Regions from separate parts of the Lactuca sativa genome. Here region 1 is linked to region 2. A link is a contact called in public Hi-C data. All regions are on one chromosome and are shown on one strand. The core of a region is the stretch at or near the end of the contact, and the rest is flanking DNA. Distances in the headings are between cores, read along the strand shown. Region 1 holds the start of LOC111914371 (U-box domain-containing protein 45). Region 2 holds the start of LOC111904916 (proteasome subunit beta type-5-B).

What was found. A called contact is a pair of places that touch in the nucleus more often than the background predicts.
Region 1: a contact with region 2 is called in a Hi-C map of leaf, with 6 times the contacts expected there. The contact joins the promoter of LOC111914371 here to the promoter of LOC111904916 in region 2. A contact is called at or near these places in 3 of 4 Hi-C or Micro-C datasets (bud and leaf).

The regions. Positions count from the first base shown.
Region 1 is chr8:278,423,488-278,426,187 of Lsat_Salinas_v11, forward strand. LOC111914371 (U-box domain-containing protein 45) reads left to right here and starts at 1,433. Exons shown (of 6, transcript XM_023910123.3): 1 at 1,433-1,694; 2 at 2,197-2,290; 3 at 2,468-2,653. The coding sequence starts at 2,240.
Region 2 is chr8:277,948,999-277,951,698 of Lsat_Salinas_v11, forward strand. It overlaps LOC111904916 (proteasome subunit beta type-5-B), which reads right to left and starts at 1,383. Exons shown (of 8, transcript XM_023900619.3): 1 at 1,232-1,383; 2 at 417-542; 3 at 182-311; 4 at 1-37. The coding sequence starts at 533.

The sequences.
Region 1 (2,700 bases), core at 183-2,682, 470 kb after region 2:
AAGCAAAATGTAAGGTATACTTAATTTAGAAAAAGTTCGCTCATATTTGGTCTATATTCATTAATATGATTGACAATTAACTGAAGATAAAGACAATAACATGTATGTATTTTGCATTCGTTTGATTTTGGTGGTATTTAACTTCTAGAATTAAAAATAATTTTTTAATGATTTATACTTGTTAAAAACCAAGTAGGTTAGTTTTTATTATATAACAAAACCCAATTCAAAATACTTGAATTCTTTTTTTTTTCTACTAAGATTTTTATTTTTTTGAATTTGATAAACATTGGTAATATTTATTTAAAACATTAATTATACATCTTTGTTGTTTTTAAAAGAAACAACACAAGTTTATATCATTTTTTAACGGTTATATTAAAACAATGCGTAATTCGTTATGTACCCGCTCAATAATGTAACACAAAAAGTTCATTAGATAATATCATGCTCAACCGATTTAATGAGTAAACCGAATTAATTAATGTGTGATTCAAATTTTATAATTCAATAACATATAAATATAAAATCTAATAAAATTAAATAGGATGAAGTCATTTTAATCGGTTAATTGTATAATACACTTTAGAAATTCATGGCGAAAATGGAGATTGTGACACGACTATTCTTCATTATAAATGAGTCATATGTGTATTCAAATCAGTAGCAATGAAACAAAATCAAGGATTTTTGTTATATATCTTAATTAAAACAATATATTAGTAACTTACAATAATTTCTATTAAACCCATTCACAAAATCAAATATTATATGTATTTAAGATAAAATATCTAGTTGTTTTTTTTTTCTTTATATGTTTTTATAATAATCGGTTATACGTGTTCAAAAAAAAAAGTTAATTTACATTTAATGACAAAATACGTTAACTCTCATTTAATAATAAAATATATTAGTTTTCTTTAACACAGAATATTGCAAATAATTCATTAAATTATCAAAAACCAAAACAATGAACAAATAATAAAGCACAAAATATTTCATCTAAAATAATAAAAATCATCTAGTTTAAAAATGTCTTGTAATAATGAACATTTGTTTTGTGTGTATGTGTTTATTTTAGTAAAAGCGTTATAAATTAAATGACAAAATACGTTAGTTCTCATTTAATAACAACATATATTATTTTTCATTTAAGGAAAAATGTTGAAAGAACTCATTAAAATATATATAAAAAAAAAGTTACCACACCATAATGAAAAAAAGTTAAAAAACAAAATATTTCATCTAATATTATAAGAAACATATTGTTTAAAAAGTAAATCGTACATTCAACTCGTAAATAAATTATTTAATTGTTTTTTCAATAATTAAAAGCTTAAAATATTATTATAATGCTAAATATTAAATCAATAGATTTGATTTGTGATTCTTATTTAATAATATTATTATGTTATTCGATCCCTAGTTTGTGTTCATTTCAAAATATCCCCTTTTACCATTTACGCCTCTAAATCCAACCCCCCCTTTCTCAGTCGTTATCTTTCCTTTTACTCTGTCTGTGTTCAGATTTGGCAACAATTGCATCTGTTCTTGACTTTTACTCAAATCATGTGCAAATCTAAAGTTGCGAAACGAATGGATAATATTTGCATATTCGAAACCCTAAAAGATTTATTACTTCATTAAATTTTCGTTTCCAATGTTCGTTTGATGAAGCTTCCCTGTTCACCCTGGTACGTTTTCAGGCAAAACACCCAAAATTCATTCTTACTATTTCTTAGTTTTTTTAATTAATTGGGTGCTCGTGATTTGAAATTTGTTAGGTTTGTTTTCTTTCAATGTATATATTTTTGTTTTTTGCAGAAATTACAAAACCCCGTTTATGTTTTCTTTGTATTCTTCATTGAAGAGATTTCTGGCAATGGTTGAAGTATTTTTTTTATTTTTGGTTTTAGTTTGTGTAATTTACCGATCAAGTTTTTCCAAATTGGTTGTTGTTAAATTCATTTTTTGTTTTTAGTTCTCTTTTTGTAATTTACTGGATCAAATTTATGTAACTTCCTGTTTTGTGAGTTCATACATTTTTTTTTTTTAAATTATCATATTCATGTTTTTCCTTGATTTTTCTTAATATTTACTGCTACACCTGATCGCGAATTATCTGATGAGGTCTTGATGAATCTGAGTTACCGAGTTAACGGAAATGTAACTGCTGTCGTATGCTAATCATTTCAGGTTATCTGAAGTCAACAAAATCATATTTTTGTCAACGTAAATCATGGAAATTTCCGAAATTGAAGAGAATATGTTTGCGCTGGGTGAACCGAAGGTAAATCTTTCGTTATTCTTTTTAATTTAATTACAATATTTGATGATCTACTTGGTGTATTATTGATGGACTTATTCATTATTTGTTTAATTTCCTTCAATTCTGTCAATCTGCCGTAGTTTTCTCAAATATATTTTAAATATAATTTATTAATTTAATAAATTTGTTTTATTATAGCTACACGGAGGAATGTGTAAGACGCTCTCTTTGATCTACATCAAAGTGTTGACCGTTTTCCCTGAGTTAGAAGCATCACGTCCTCGAAGCACTTCAGGGATTCAAGCATTATGTTCTTTGCACATAGCATTAGAGAAAACAAAAACACTTCTTCAACACTGCACTGAATGTAGCAAAATTTACTTGGTACAAAATCTATCCTCTTTTCATCTTATATTACATTTACCTATTTA
Region 2 (2,700 bases), core at 133-2,632:
GGATTAATTTCAATGATTTTTTTCACAGATTGAGATGCTGAAAAAAAAAACAAAATTAAAAGAGCATATTAGACTAGTTAATGCTCTTTCAAATCACGATTCATAATTAATCATTGATCAAGTAAAGATAAAATTTTAAATGAATAAAAACAGCATGATATCTCGAAGAAGAAGTGCATACATATATAGCCTCCCATGCTAGCTCGGGAATCTGCAGCAACCATCACACCCTCCTTGAAAATAAAAGCCAAAGTGGTTGTTCCCTTTGCTGGTTTTACCATTTGGATAGAATTCTTCTGAAATCCATCAAACTGAAACAAAGGATTTGATGTAGTGTTTTAGCAATAAATACATTCACTTAACATCTAGCAGAAAGGTAAAAAAAAGAAAAAGGCAAGAATTGTGAAGAAACTCACATCTGATGTAACTGGAAGGTCAAATGAAGGGGCATCTGAGAACCCATCAGAAAGCAAGTCATCACTTCCTCCATAGAGTGGTGCACTTGATTCTAGTCCACTAAAGTCGAGCTTCATGATTTCCACCTAAACACATCAAAATTCATTAGTAAGGTTTCTAGTTCACAATCTGGAAGCTACATGATTTGCAGTATACACAAATTTCATGCTCTCCTCAACTGTATTGGATAAAGTGCATGATATCTGTAGAGACTAAGGTGTTGTTTGTTTTTGATTTAGTAGGCTAAATGGATGAAAGACTTATGGGGTACAGATATCTAAGGTAGTTTTCTTTTATACTAAATGCTTAAACCATGGCTTAATGGGATAAGTGGGAGTCGTTATCAATTCAAACGCTCCCTCACGTTTCTGTTTACCTTCTTTATCCCATTCAACCCTTTTACCTAAACCCCCTCCCCTTGATCTTTTTTCGCTGCACAACATCTAAACAACCCTAAGGAAAATACGTTTCCTATTGTGTAGAAGATGGACTGATCTGCGTACATCTTCCTCAACATCTTCTCCCGCTGCTCCAGATTCCTTCGATTTTTCTAATGGGTTAACGAAACCGTCACTCAAACCCGACCAATTGCGTTGCTACATCCATGATATCAGGTTTGAAGGAGTGATGTTTTTAACAACAAAATGTACAATTCGTAACAAACCCTAGATTATGAAGACCTGATTCTGAGCGAGATCAAAGAAAATGCATACAGCAATCTACCTAGCTAAATTGAAGAGCAAATGGAAGTCGAAGAACTAAGTCGAGATCATACCTTTAAATCGGAAAGAATAGACCAGATTGTTAATACGTTGATTCAGCAGAGAGAAAACTCAAATCAGAGTATTTGAAGGAGTGATTTCTTGAACAACACTATAACTTAAAATCCGACTCTCGATGGGTTCGGAGTTCTGACCCGGTTCATGTGGATCCAATAAGTACAGCCCATTAAAATAAGTTCGTCATTTTCGCGGCTCCAGTATTAAATTTGAGTTCGGCCCATGGATTTGAAACTTTTTATTTAGGGCCAAGAAACATTATAACAACACTGAGAAATATTGAGAAATTGTTAAAAAAGTCTTAATATTTTTGGAAAAATCTCATTTTATTCTAAAATTTATTTTTTGAACAGAAAGTCTCGATTATTTCATTTTGGCTCAAATTAACAAAAAAAAAAATCATTTTTTCTTTTAACATGAAATAGCATATTATCGTCTAAAATGAAATAATTTGGAATTTTTTGTTCAAAAAAAAAGGATTAAATTGAAACTTTTCCAAAAATATTGGGACTTTTCTAACAATTTCCCTAACAACATTTATTGGTAACCAACTATCGATTTATTCTTTTAAAAACTTTTACTTGTATGGATATCAACTAGCATCGAATGTGGACTCACAAATAACAACTCAACCATCAAAGGATACAACTCAGACATCAAATGATCTAACATGGACTCACAAATAACACATCAATATTCAAAGGAAAGATCGACTCTATGATCAACAGAAGCGGGAACATGATAAGGTTCGTAATGATAATTGTACTCATATAACCACAATCAAACTCATCATTATCATAATCCAACTACTTCAAATAATCTGCAAGAAGTTTTCATATCGATACCCTCAAGAAACAGTTTACAAATTAAAATGAAAAATTGCAAATATGTGCTAAAGGAGTAAAATTATGCTTGATTACCTTGTATAAAGTGAACCTAAGGTATATATTGTCTCTAATTGTGATCAATTTGTGTAATTTTGTCGCATTTTGATGGACTGTAATGGATTACCAGCCATCCTTACTTTCATAGGGTTGGTTGAAGCATACATATATATTTACTTCAATTATACATATATATAGTTGTTATATATACATGTAATTGTTATTAAAGAGGGTTTTTTCTATTCTTCTAACATAATGGCATCTTCTTCATCAACAACATTGTTTCCTTTAAGATAAACTACAAAGGTTTGTTCGTGTTTGGGCCATTTGGTTATTATGAAGGTGGGGAGACATTAACCCTTGAGAATACTAATTTCACTAGCATGGAATACACATAGTTTTTTGATCTTATGAAGAAGGGAACAATAATGATGTGCTCATGTGTATATTATGTTGTTCCTGGAAAAGATTTACATAATGGGTTTAAAAATACTCAAATATGATGTTGATTTTAAACATTTTGTTGCTTATAGATTTAGAAGCATGTATGTGTGTATGTATGTGTATGTATGTATGTATGT